Regions from separate parts of the Mus musculus genome. Here region 1 is linked to region 2. The links are chromatin contacts, called in public Hi-C maps. All regions are on one chromosome and are shown on one strand. The core of a region is the stretch at or near the end of the contact, and the rest is flanking DNA. Distances in the headings are between cores, read along the strand shown.

Region 1 (7,525 bases), core at 2,843-5,342, 130 kb after region 2:
TAACTACGTTATTTCCCTCTGCTTCTATAGGTTAGGAATCTGGGCGTGCCTTAGCTGAGTGGTTCAGGTTCTGCTTGTCATGAGGCTCCAGTCCAGCTCCTGGCTGGGAGGCTGGGAGGCTGGGACTGCAGCTTCTGGAGACTATTCAGGGCTGGAGGAGCTGCTTCCAAGATCAAGTAGCTGTTGGCAGGAGGCCTCAGTTCTGAGTCACATGGGCCTTTTCATGTGACAGCCTCACAATACAGAGGCTAGCTTCCACTAGAAGAAAGTGATAGAGTAAGAGAGAAAGGGAGAGAGGGAGAGAGAGAGACTTTTATGATCTAGTTATTTTGTCACATGACCCAACCAGGCACAAGGATCATTTAGGGCCTTTAAAATCCATTTCCAATATCATGGGATCCTTAAGAAGTTCATTGCTTTCCAAAAGGCAAGAAATGTGTGATTGTCAGTCAAATGTTCAAGCCTATTAAGGAACTTAAGTATTTAAATCCTATTTTTGTTATTCTGACTGACTGATCAGAAACTGCTCTTTTGGAAGCTTACTAGATCAGAAGTCTTAAGAGTAATGTGGGCCTTCCTTGTTGTTACTATTATTTCTATTTTATTTGAGTTCTCTGTCACCAGGCTTTCATGACAAGTGAAATAATATTAACAACAAAGAAGCCACATATTACCCTTATAACTTGTGATCTGGTAAGCTCCCAAACCTTTCTCTTTGGCCCTCTTTATATTTCTGAGACAAGTTCCCAGACTGGCCAGGACCTTGTGTGAGTAGCAAAGAATGAACTTGAACTGAAGAACCAGCCTGCCTCCATTTTAGGCTTAAAAGCAATCTCTATAGTAAAAACAAACTAGGTTCATTGCTGTTTATGATTAAATCTGTTTCTCAAGGATTGGCCTATGCCCCAAGCCCCACCTGTTTCCTTAACTTTGTTCCAAAGAGGTTGTTAGGGCTACCTTGTTATGACTTCCTGTTGTTAAGACCACCTTGCAGTTCTTTCTTTCAGGAGGTCATTAAGACTACCTTGTTGCCTGGCAGTGGTGACACGCACCTTTAATCCCAGCATTTGGGAGGCAGAGGCAGGTGGATTTCTGAGTTTGAGGCCAGCCTGGTCTACAAAGTGAGTTCCAGGACAGCCAGGGCTACATAGAGAAACCCTGTCTTGAAAAACCAAAAAAAAAAAAAAAAAAAAAAGCCTACCTTGTTTATGTTTATGTTCTGCTACTGCCTAGCTTCTCTGCTGAATCCCTGACTTGGGAACCCCCTACCCTGAGCTATAAACCCTTGTCTTCCTCACATCAATGCTGACCTCTCAAACCCTGCCTTAGGAGAGGTTGCATGTATCCAGGAATAAAAAAGTTTGCTTTAGCCAGATGTGGTGGTGCACACCTTTAATCCCAGCACTCAGGAGGCAGAGGTAGGCAGATCTCTGTGAGTTGGAGGCCAGCCTGGTCTACAAAGTGAATTTCTCTAAAACCAAACCCAAAACAAACAAAAGGCTTGCTTTAATTAACTTGGGCATGATTTGGATTGGTGGTTGTCTTAGTCAGGGTTTCTATTCCTGAGCAAACATCATGACCAAGAAGCAAGTTGGGGAGGAAAGGGTTTATTCGGCTTACATTTCCACACTGCTGTTCACCACCAAGGAAGTCAGGACTGGAACTCAAGCAGGTCAGGAAGCAGGAGCTGATGCAGAAGCAATGGAGGGATGTTCTTTACTGGCTTGCCCCCACTGGCTTGCTCAGTCCCACAGGGCAAGCAGGCGAAGGAGAGAAGGAGAAAGAGAGAGAAAGAGAGACTCCCTTCTTTCAATGTCCTTATATGGTCTCCAGCAGAAGGTGTAGCCCAGATTAAAGGTGTATGCCACCACACCTTTAATCCCAGTTGACCTTGAATTTGGAGATCTCCCTGTCTTAATCTTCTGGAATCCATAGCCACTATGTCTCAAGATCTCCATACACTCCAGGTCAGAAACTTCTATCTCCCAGCCTCCAGATTAGGGTTACTGGTGAGCCTTCCAATTCTGGATTGTAGTTCATTCTAGATATAGTCAAGTTGACAACCAGGAATAGCCACTACAGTGGTCTTTCTCCTTCCATCTTTGGGATTAAAAGAATTTCTGAGTCTCCTGCCTCTACCTCCAAAGTACTGAGATTACAGGCTGATGTTACCACAACCAGGGTGTATAAAATGGGGGATAGGCCAGGATTTGTGTGTGATGGGCTATACTCTTACCTGCTAAGCTGTCTACAGGTCCCTAGAGTGTAACTTTTAAAAATGTTGTTTTCATTTCTTGCAAAATTGTAGCAGTTTTTGGTTTCTGTTTTTGTTGTTTGTTTTTTTTTCTCTTCAGAAAGTAATATGGAGATAAAACAAAAGGTTATTGATGGGGGAACTCATCAATTGGTGTTTTTATGGTCAAAAATAAAATCCCTTTGTGATTTTCTCCCCTACTAGCTAGATCCTAAATTGATTTTTAAAATACCATCCTTCTCCCCCAAGACTTAGAAAAAAGGATCAAGCCGGGTGTGGTGGCGCACGCCTTTAATCCCAGCACTCGGGAGGCAAAGGCAGGTGGATTTCTGAGTTCGAGGCCAGCCTGGTCTATAAAGTGAGTTCCAGGACAGCCAGGGCTATACAGAGAAACCCTGTCTCGAACAAAACAAAACAAAACATACAAAACAAAAAAGAAAAGAGGATCAACGGAATGTTCCCGTTTTGTCCACTTGGAGTTTTCGTTTAGTGACTAAATTGACCGAACTGAAAAGAAATCCAGATAAAACATCAGAGATAAGTGTGGCTTTATAAAAATGAGTGGTATGTGGCAGCATGTCACTTCCCAGGGAGCTGCTCCTCCAGAGACAGGGACAGGAAGTCAGTCAGGAGCTATCTATCCTCTTCATCCATCCTTGTGGAATCCCCAGGACCACTCAGAGTGTCAGGCACAGATGGAAGATTATGAAGGAAGCATTTGCCAAGTGAATGAAAAGGGGGGATGGGGAGGGCTAGAGGGAGGGAGAGAAGAAAGGGAAGACCAACAGGAGGGAGGAAGGGAGGGAGACAGAGAGAGAAAGAGGTATTGGAGAGAGAGGTAAAGAGGGAGGGAGGCAGGAAGGGGTGAGGGAGAGAGAGAGTAAGAAAGAGAGGAGGGGGCTGGGGGGGGGGACAAGGGGTGAGTGAGGCAGAGAGAGAAAGACAGAGAGTCAAAGACCAAGACAATTAGACAGAGAGAGCGAAAGAGCCATTAAAGTTTGAGGGAAATAGGCAGGCTAGGAGGAGATTTCCTCCCTGGGATTCCTGATCCAGCCTTCACATCCCACCCAGTGTTTTGCAGTGGATCTAACTTCGGAGTCCCCAGGAAAAGAAGTGATTTTGGCATCGGTAAATCCCCAGGTTCTCTAATAGCTTACCACTCGGCATCTTATTAGTTAATTTCCTGTTTGAAATGAGATTTATTTATTTATTTTATTTTTAAGGCACTCTTACTTTGAAGTTCAAGCTGACTTCAAATAAGTAACAATCCTTCTGTCTCAGCTTCCCAAGTGCTGCAATTATAGGCGTGCACCACCTTTGTTGGCAAAACTGATACTTTAAACTATCATCCATAATACTAAAGAAAAAAGGAATTCCCCAGCTTCTCATCTGGACCATCTATGTTCAATACATACCCATAAATGTCTCTTCATTTGCTTTCTCCCTTGGTGCAAAAATAGACGGCGACTCACCAGCTCTTTCGTTTCTTTAGTAACACTTTTGCGAAGAGTTACTGCACTCCAGCAGTTAGACTTCTGCACAACTTCAAAGGGGCTCTCTGAGAGCTGACATTTAATTTGCTGCTGCTACAAGGCACTGTGTTTGTTTGATAACTTAGCCCTCCCTCCCCACGCCCCACTCCACCCCCGCGCCCCATCCCCTGAGCCAGGTGTTTCTCCATCTCTGGATAAAATAAGGTGTCAAAGCCCTGGACTTTGGCTATGTTCCCAAAGGGTATTAAAATACACTGGAAAGATGAACCTTCTTGGCTGGAGGACGATGCCTGAGAGGAAAGGAACACAAGCTGGTCTGACAGGATCCTGGGCTTGGCCCTGATTCATCCCACCTCGTCTTACCTGGACTAACTGCTGTTTTTGGTGAGGTTAGCGGAGCTGAAGCGTGCTCTGAGGATCTGAGATTTCATCATATGCTATTAGGTCACATTTCCCCCAAAGTCAGGCCTGCTCATATCTGAATTACTGAGCTCATTATTCGTCAGGTTTAAAAAAAAAAAAATGTTTATCTCCAATGTTGCTCCAGTATATTTTAATTTTAGGACAGACGTTTTATCCGACACAAGCACAGCTTCTGGTAAACTGTTCTGAGTTTATCTATATATAGTTTTAGAAGCTGGAGGTCTACGAAAAGTAAAGAGTACTCCAAGATAAATCAGACCTACTAAAAATAAAAGGAACTGTGGTTGGCTCTTCTGTTTGTTATCAGTGCTAGGAAAGTAATTTCCCCAAATCACAGAAAGAAGGAGAACAGGAAAAATAAAAACTATGGCAGTTCTAGGCTAATTAACCCCCTGGTTTGGATATGTTTTCATTTAGTGTTTAAAACAAGATACGAATTCACGTTATTTTCCACCTTGCTTCCTTAGCCTGACATCACAAACCCTGTTCTCCCGTTTTTGCTGTATGGTCTCTTCCGTGGCACAGACAGGTTTTAGTGAACAAAAGAGGCTGGCAATTTAAAAAGAAGGGGGAGGGGAGAGGAGAAGGAGTGGGTGGGGAAAGAAATACAGATCATATGACATTTACTTAAGTCATATCTTATCATCAAATTATTTTTCATTGGTATTGCAGAGGATCACTCTTCTAGACAATGTTCTAACATACACAGAATGCATCTGAGGGGGCATACTAAAATTTGTATTTGTTTTTGTTGTTTTTCTCATTGTGTTTTGAACTGCCAGGGATCCGCCTTTTGCCTTCGCACATGCTGGCCACTTTATTAACAAACTGCAGGCCCAGGCTCCAGAACTATTTTAAAGATTATTTTTCAACAAGGAGGCAGCGACACTCTTTATCTTTTGTTCTTAAAAAAAATTAAAGAATTTGCATGGAGGAGCACAACCTCCTAGAATTCTGAGTTTTATTGGAAATCAAGTCTTTTTAATATATTCCCTAAGGACAAAAGTGTTTTGCCAGCCTCGGTGCCAATGAGAGCAAGCTTCTCACTTATTATTCTGAGAATTAATAAGTGATACAATGTGAGGGGGCCTTGCCAGAGTCCTCTCGCCAGTTCAGCTGCTGAGCCTTAAAGTGTAATAAAGAAAAATAAGATGGGGGCGGGCAGGTTGGAGCATTGAGCAAGGATGAAAGGGACAATATTGTATGCTCGTATTTCTTTTACACTTGAGATTCTCCCATTTTAGAAGGAAGGAAAATATGGGCAAATGTGAAGGGCCGTGTTTTTAATAAAAGCCTTGGCTGCCATTCTGTAGGAACTGATGCAAGTAATTCTATCTCTTTAAGGGTTCAAAGTAAAAGAAAGAAATTAATTGACAGGACTTCATACGGTATTTGGAAAATGCATTGCTTTGTGCTTGGTGTAATTCTGCTGGGGGGGGGGGGGAGCAAGACCTCTCTCAGATCTAGTTCTGTTTTGTATTATATTTAAGGATGGAACGAAGAAAGAAGGGAGAGAGACAGGGAGAGACGGAGGGATGTCCTCAAACCCAACACGGTGCCGCCTCATTTACAGCTGTCCTGTTGCAAGATAATAGCAGCTTGGATTTTTTTTTTCCTAGTAGAATTAGAAAGTACAAACTTTTGTTGCAGATTTTCTAATGAAACCATGATACATATTTTTCTGACACGCTATAAAAACAAGTCCGCCTGAAGCCCCTGCTGTCAGAGGCCTGCCACGCTGGCTTCCAGGGATGGAATTCCTTGAGAGAGACAGTGTTTCATACCTCTGCCCTCAGCAATTCAGCTCTGCTTCGTTCCAATATGCATTTTTGCGCCATGCATCACAATAACCTTGAACCTGGCCCCTTAGAGGGGACCTTCGCAGTGAGATCCAGCAGTGATTGTGTCTGAGCCACATTCTCTGCAAGATGCTGCCATAGAAACTGAAGCCGTTTATGCCTAACCTGCTCTGGTTTGCTCCTGAGGGCAAGATGTAGAACAGGCATTCTGCAAGGGTCACTGAAACTTGCAAGATTTCTCCACCTCTGGCTAGTGGGAGGAGCCGGAGCTTGTAACTTGGATTGAAGATCATATGAAACCTATTTATGTCTTTTTTTTGTTTTTAATGTTCTCTTTTTTTATTCCCAATCAGACATGGAAGAGACACTGAACCTGAATCAAAAGTAGGTTTATGAGCATGACTGGAACTAGCACTCCATACAGATGAGACGCCGAGTGACCAAAATAAACACAAACTCTCTATGAACCAAATCATTGCAATATACCTGTCTTCAAAGCCCACAGGCTCCTGATGCTCTCATAAATCCACACTGCATTGAAAGGGTGTGCCTCTGGCTTCCACCAGTAGCTTGCATCCACTTGTATCACATTCAGCTGCTCTCAAACCTGCAAATCATTATCTGCCTGGCCGTGCGTGAACTACTGTCCAGAACAGTCTCAGTCCCGATGACCGCTCTATCACTTCCTGACTGCTGTCCTAGTACAAATATAGGTATTGTTGCAACAAGGCAGATAGTAAAGAAGTAACTCCACTGAGTTGGAAAGATCTACAGTTTAGGAAAGTAAATGAACTATATATACCCCCACCCCCTGCATCCTGAGCATTTGAAATACCCAAACCCTTCCCCATCGTGTGCACCAAATGATAATCACCACAGGCCTGCCCAGGGCCACACCCAGTTTTTAGTGATCTCACTTTCATCTCTCACAAAAAGCAAATTAGGATGCAAATGAACATGATTGCTACAAGAATAAAACATGCTAGCATGTTTTAGAAAACTATTATACAAGCCAGTGAATGGTTGGATGGGTAATAGGGCTTGTGGAGCAAGTCTGGCAACCTGAGTTGGATCACTGAAACCCATAGTGGAAGGAGATTCTGAGTCCTCAAAGTTGCCCTTTGTGAAGGGCTGAGAAGCACCTGAAAAAAATGTTCAACATCCTTAATCATCAGGGAAATGCAAATCAAAACAACCCTGAGATTCCACCTCACACCAGTCAGAATGGCCAAGATCAAAAATTCTGGTGACAGCAGATGCTGGCAAGGATGTGGAGAACGAGGAACACTCCTCCATTGTTGGTGGGATTGCAAGCTGGTACAACCACTCTGGAAATCAGTCTGGCGGTTCCTCAGAAAATTGGACATAGTACTACCGGAGGATCCCGAAATACCTCTCCTGGGCATATATCCAGAAGATGCCCCAACTGGTAAGAAGGACACATGCTCCACTATGTTCATAGCAGCCTTATTTATAATAGCCTGAAGCTGGAAAGAACCCAGATGTCCCTCAACAGAGGAATGGATACAGAAAATGTGGTACATTTACACAATGGA
Region 2 (7,051 bases), core at 2,522-5,021:
GAACTGTAAGCCAGTTTGGAGTTTTTCTTATAAGAGAAAACCTCATCCCACGTCCAGCTCACATTCTCTCTGATTTGTGTTTGCAGTTAATGTGATCTCTCTGCTTCCTAGTCCTGCTAGCACTTGCTCTCATGGATTTCCCCCTTGCTATGGTGGACTCGTCTCTCTGAAATCCTATGCCAAAATAAACTCTTTCTCCCATAAGTTGCTTTTGGTCATGGTGTTTTAGCACCACAACAGAAAATTACCTAGTACACAACAGGATAGCAACTTTTCTGAGGAAAAAAGAGATGAGCAAACTCAGTCAAGAGCTTTCTAGTAATAGACTGCCAGTTGTATTTCATTGGCTGTAAGGAATAGAAGTCACCATGGGCAAAACAAACTGTATTAGGAAAGAAATGGACCTATGAGGCAATAATCATATGAGTGATAGGCTTTATGGCAGGGATCATCAGTATATTCCAAAGAGAAGAAATATTTCCACATGAGCACAGAAGTGGTAGAAGTATACAGAACCCAAGAGAATCATGAGAAGACTCAGAATAAATGGCCACCTTCAGACTGAAGGTAGATATGCTGTATAACTCATGGGCCTCAGAGAAAAATTTTAAATGTGGATTTATTTGTTCAAAAACTATAAATTTCAAGGAGGAAACTTGTTGAACTAGGCATTGGGGAAGAAAGACATCTGACCACAGAGCACCTGAAGGCCTTACCCACCCATGATGTTGTCCTGAGAAATGGAGGGATTTCCACTACTGAGAAGCGTACAGTAAACCATTGAAGGCTGGAAATCCACATGGTCCTGCTGCATGAACCCTTGCTATTAATTACTTGTAAATCTTGCATGCAGTTTCATGCACTCTCTGCTGAGTGTGTACTAGGCAGGGTTCTCTAGAGGAACAGAATGGTCAGAGTGTATAAACACTATAAAGGGGGATTTATTAGATTGGCTTACATGCGGTGTGCTGGGTAGTCCAACAGTAACTGGCCGCATGCTGGGGAAGCTGAGAGTCGGGTACCTCTTAGAGTATAAAGCTTCAGCAGACCCAGTTTGATGCTGAAGGCCTGGAGAGTCCTTGGAGAGTGGCTGATATTCAGCCCACGCTGAAATGCTGAATCTTACTGAATCCGTGGGAGATGGCAGTAGTCAACAGCAAGAGACACACGCACTCTGGGAGAGGTGAAGTCAGGCTAGCAAAATTCTTTTTCACTCAGACCTCTTTATATCTAGGCCAACTGTGGGAAGATCATCCAATCTAAATACAGGTTTTGTCCCTTCACTTAATCCTCCCTGGAAATAAACTTCCATAGACACATCCAGAGGTTTGTCTTCTAAGAGGTTGCAGATCCAGTCAAGTTGATCTCATAGGGTTTTAGTTCACAGTGTAAAGGAAGTGTATTCTCTGTCCTCATGAAAACTACATGATCTTCAACAAGCCAGAAAAGACTAAGTGGTCACATTTAGGTAGAATACCCTTCCCTGGATGTCCATAGGGTGACAACAGCAAGAACAAAATCAATAAGGAAGCAGGAGCAGGCAGAAGAGCTGACACTTAGCAGCACAGCAGTAACAATTACCCATTAAGAGAAACCTATGTTCTTTTGGTTAAGAGGATGAAATCTCCAGCCTGGGTGAAGATCTGACATTACATACCACCCCAAACCATAAACAAACAAGCTAGTCCAGTCAGGCCAGCTAATCATCTAGCCAAAGGACCACCTCTCAGGAAGGAAGGACCATCCCTTTGAGGTCCAAGGATCATTTCACCTTAGTCTATGCTAAAGAAATAGGCAGAATAATCATTCCTCTCAGTGAGAAACTAGACTTATACTTCTCAGAATTCATGCCCTGTAGCACAGTTCCTAGAAGCCATCACTCTCTCTCTCTTCCATTTTCTTCCTCCAGGCAGCTGCTGAGATTTACAGTGTGCCTACCTTGGGATATTCTTTTAAACTCTAATGAACTTGTCCTCTTTGAATAGGCTTTGGCTTTGCTTGACTTTCAAACTCTTCCTGGCTCTTAACTCTTTAATCAAACACACACACACACACACATATAATGAGAAACTGGACATTTCTATTACTGTATATTAATTATACAAGATAATGGGTATCATGACTTTCATATGTGTCTACAATATACGTTAATAATATTTCACCCCATCACCCTTTCTTGTCCTCTTCCCTCTCTGCCCTTATTCCCCAACCCCACCAACTAGTTATGCTCCTAACTGCATGTTTCCGTAAAAACAAAAAACAAGAAACAAAAACCAGAAAGAATCTAGGTTCTGCACATGAAATAAAACATACATTATTTATACAAAAAGTACTTTTCCTTCCAGTTCTCAGACTGGGAAATGGATGTTCAGATTAAACTACCAAGATCTCACACAATGAGGAGAATACAACTCTTTAATGGAAAACTGAATGTTGGGATTCAGGATGGGTTGTGATAGACAAGAAATAACAAATAAACACTGCACAGGCCAGATAAGAAAAAAGAAGCATGTGCCAACCGATCAAGCTATTTTTTAGGTGATTAAGATAACAATTTTCTAATTTTCTTTTTTATTTATATTATGTATATGAGTATGCTGTCTTCAGACACATCTGAAGACGGCATCGGATCCCATCACAGATAATTGTGAGCCTCCATGCAGTTGCTGGGATTTGAACTCAGGACCTCTGGGAGAGAAGCAACCAGTGCTCTTAATTGCTGAGCCATCTCTCCTGCCTCTGTCAAACTATGCTTACATTTGATAATCATTCATTGGATTTCAAATGTTAATGCCCCCAATTAGGGAATATGTAGAGAAATGTAGAACAAAAATATTTTTCAATTACTAAGTCCAATAAGGAAGAGGGACAGAGGTGGGAATAATATCTCTAAAGAAAGTTCACAAACTAAGAATAATATATGATGTTCTTATAGCTAAAGGGGACATAATAAAGCCCATCAGGCCCTTACTCTGAGGATAGCGTTAATCCCTTAACAATCAGACTTGGAAGACTAAACCCACAGAATGTCTGCCTTAGATTTAATACAACACGTGCTGTCACTTATTTGCCAAACTGGTATATATGATGAGCAGACAATTAGAACACAGATATGCCCACTAAATGTGTGAATGAATGAATGAATGAGTGAGTGAGTGAATAGATAAACAAATATAATTTTAAAATGTTTAATGGTATTTATATATTGGCTTGTGGAAAAGACAACTATTTTAGCCTCCTGCTTTTGAGGTTTATATGACTTGTTTATTTTTGTTCAGCTCTACCTTCCACAGAGAGTTCATTTAGGACAGGATAAATTATGGCTGAAAGTGGCACAAATAAACGTGAAAACAGACAGTCATGTGACAAGAGAAATCTAGATTTAGAAATTCAACCTGGAGATTAAACTGCTGGAAATATTCTTAATGTATATTTTAGTGGTAAATTGTTGACATTCTTTCCGTGCTTCCCGACCTCAGCTATTCAATCTTCTCGGCTGTGGTTAAGGGAAAAATTCAGGAATAGATAACTTTAGAGAATTAGGGAGACAGTGCTTTGCCTGTGGTTAGGAAAAAAATGAGGAAATGAAGAGAAAGGGGAGAAGGAGGGAAGAAAGAAGACAAAGAAAAGAGAAGGAGAAAGAAGAGTGAGTTTCCGTTGCTTGGGATGAGCTGGTGAGAAGTCAAGGCCCAGAAGGTTCCTAAGAGGCTCCATCTTCTCCTTTGGCTGAGCCAGGGGAACACAGATCTGCAGTCAAGTAGCCCAGGCAACACAGCCTTAGTCATTTTATATAAACTGAAGCAAAGAAAAGCAAACTGCATGAGTGGGTGACGCATTTCTGATCATACTGCAATGTCTCAAAACTAGTAAAATCATCTTCAAATACAGCCTCAAAAGGACTTGTTTATCAGGATGTCACATTTATGGCCCAGATGAATTGCATTCAACTATCAACATTATAAAATTGATATACGGGCACTTAGATTGTGGTTTTTCTATTCAGGCCCCAAACTTAATAATACTACATCCCTTTTGCTTGGGAACTTTGAAACTGAGAGCTTTGGGAACTGTGGACATCATAGTCGCTGAGGAGACAGTTTTGTGTATCTCCTTTTATTTTTCCTTGGGACAAGAGGGTTAATTTTTTTTAATAGAATCTCTTTCGGTTTCCAACATGGCAGTAATCAACTAAAAAGACTTTGCCTGGGCCAGGACCTCTAATAAAATTACGAAGGAATCATTTGAACTGATCCCAGATGGAGAAGCTGTGATTTTTAAAGAACTGAAACTTTAAGATTCTTCAGTAATGTTTTGGTAAACTCATCAGGAAGCGCACATTTGTGAGGCTGGGGGACTGAGGTGAGGCTGACAGCCTCAATCCTGCAGAGGCCTCACTTCCACCCCACCCTGTGGAATCCAAAGAGAGAACCTCTATCAGAGCCAAGACCTGCCTTCAGGGCTGCCCACAGCCCTGTTCTGGGAAAGCCCTATAGAAAACAATCATTTTAAATAGATCATATTCAGTTTTATTAAAAACCAAAACAGCTGGGGCATTGATTTGCAAACTTTGTAATGGCCTTGGTATGTCTGATCGGGCCAAGATATTAAAAAGATATTTAAGGAGATGCAGTGAGTGCCTCCAGCCCAAGCTTTGGCATACTCAAACAGTGTCACGGTGCCTTGAGTAATTGTCTCCCTTTATGTTTCTCTATGCAAAGAAGGGGGGAGGGAACATTTATAACCGGATTTACTGTGACACATGTAGTATAAGGAAAGCCTGTGCCATTTGCCAGCACTCCTGGACAACCCGCCCCCTCCCAGTTGCTCAGCCATGTGTCCTAGGAATGATGTGAGCAGGCATTAAGTTGGTGGTAAAGGATTCTGGGATCTGAATGCTTTAACAGAAATGCCAGAAAGCTCAGGAGCTGTTGGCTTAGGGGAAGAAAGCAGCAGGAAGGTCTGATCAACAGCTAGGTATTCTTAAAGATGCTTTCACCCTGACCATGGAATAGACTGAGGTTGACTGTCTCACTGGGGCCAACAGCCTTGCTGAGACTTGCTCAGGCTTAGTTAGTGGAGCTTTCCATTGTCCTAGGCTTAGGTTCCTACCTTGCCATCCCCACTCCGCCCTACAAGTGCTCTCCGGTTTCTGTCTGCCTGCTGCAGCCTCACTCTTGGTCATCAGACTTTTGGCCTACAAGCTCTTAGCCACACAGGTTATTGGGCTATGAGAAAGCAGCTGCTGTTTGGCCATTCATGTTTCTAGTCTACTGCTTATTGTAAAACAAGTTTAAGTGCCTCTGCTCTTGGAATAAAAGCAACATTTATTGGACACCTACTATAGGGATGACTGCACAGGACACTGAAAAGCTAGACAAAATTGGCATGTGTGATGGGTCTTTGCCTTGAAAACTCTACAATCTAATTGAGATTTAGTGATCTCCTCTATGTCTGAGTAAACTTCAGTCAAGTTTCCTAAATTCTATATCCCTCAGTGCCTCCATAGAACAAATACTCTACAGAACTACTGGGAAATAATGGGTATAAAATGCTTAGAGCAGTATATGGTAATAAGAGCTAGTATATTGTGGCCAGTTTTGGGGCCCTTAGCAGTAGGATAGAGGGTAACAAAACCAATCATCTGTCATATTTTATATTAAAAGTTTTGAGTTCTTAGTGTGCCACAGAAGGTGGGCATTACTGTTGTGCATTCATTTTTTAAAAGATTTATTATTTTGTGTATATGAGTACACTGTAGCTGTCTTCAGACATACCAGAAGAGAGCATCTGACCCCATTACAGATGGTTGTGAACTACCATGTGGTTGCTGAGAATTGAACTCAGGGCCTCTGGAAGAGCAGTCAGTGCTCTTAACCACTGAGCCATCTCTCCAGCCTGTGCATTCATTTTTTTTAAAACACAGGGATCCTCTGCCAGGTTACTAACTCATGTAAGCTTTCCTCATTGACAGAGATTATAGTCAGTGCCAAAGCTCATGATTTTATAAAGTCAAATGAAATCTTAAATAGTACTTCTAAGATACTAGCGTATATATGGTAAAAATGATAGTCAGTGGATTTCCCAACAAGCCTTATGGGAAGACTGGCCAGCAAAACTTCAATGCAGTGCTACCAACACCACAGCATCCTGCTCTTCCTGGCAGTAGGCCTGAAAGGGGCAAGGAGGAGGGAGAAATTTCTGGAGCCCAAGAAGGATAGATGTATGAAGAAGGCTGTCTGGCAGAAGCTTCTTGTAACTCTGGGTAAAGGGACACAGCCAACCTGCCCATAGCAAAGCAGAAGAGAGCCAGGAAAAGAAATAGCCCATCTTACCCCAACCTCATCTCTCCTTGCCAGGGCCCGTGGGCAAAAAAGTTCTTTGCTACTGTCCTGGAGACCATACTTGTAAGCTGGGAAGAGTAGAGGAGCAAAGGATGGTCCTGAGGAGAACTGTACGGAGACAAGGCAGTCTGGAAGTACAGACTTCATACAGAAGAGCTAGGCCAGCTCAGGGTGCTCCTGATGTTTTCTTGAGTTGGGTGGCTTGTGTCCAGCCCAGCTCTTCTGGGCACACACTAAAGGAAGAACTTGCTGCTGCTGCTGCTGCTGCTGCTGCTGCTGCTGCTGCTGCTGCTGCTGCTGCTGCTGCTGCTGCTGCTGCTTTAAGACAAGGCCTCCCATGTATCCCAAGCTGCTCTCAAACTCCTGACATTTCTCCACCATACCCAGCTAATGAAAACATTTTCTAATCTGTTCAGTTGTGTAAGTCTGACTCCCTGAGAAGTCAACTGAGTGCTTTTGCCTGAAAAGAACAAAAAATAAAATAATAACAACAACAACAAAACACCCTCTACTTTTCTTTTTAAGGAAGTTTGGTTTTTGTTTTTTTTTAAGAAGTCCTGGAAATCATCTTTTTAAAACTCAACCTTTGTGGTTTGTTTCACTGGATGTTCTTATGTTCCTAACAGAGGAAAGGGACCTGTTTGTTTACATTGCTATGCAACAGGAGGCATTGAGCAAATGGTTTCCCAGTTTTTATTATTTTAAACTTC

Evidence for each region. A called contact is a pair of places that touch in the nucleus more often than the background predicts.
Region 1: a Hi-C map of uterus shows a contact between it and region 2. The contact joins two enhancer-like sites. A contact is called at or near these places in 1 of 15 datasets of contacts at CTCF or cohesin (the NIH/3T3 cell line) and 2 of 484 Hi-C or Micro-C datasets (nephron progenitors and uterus).

Annotation. Positions count from the first base shown.
Region 1 is chr3:58,330,224-58,337,748 of GRCm38.p6, forward strand. No RefSeq gene overlaps it. Among named protein-coding and RNA genes, the nearest start is that of Gm32847, 32 kb to the left of the region's middle. Within about 2 kb of position 4,093, at least 21 of the 459 cell types and tissues checked have an H3K27ac peak or open chromatin away from gene starts, as enhancers often do. A contact at or near this core is called in uterus, where this site is marked.
Region 2 is chr3:58,199,555-58,206,605 of GRCm38.p6, forward strand. No RefSeq gene overlaps it. Among named protein-coding and RNA genes, the nearest start is that of Gm40057, 8.8 kb to the right of the region's middle. Within about 2 kb of position 3,772, at least 43 of the 459 cell types and tissues checked have an H3K27ac peak or open chromatin away from gene starts, as enhancers often do. A contact at or near this core is called in uterus, where this site is marked.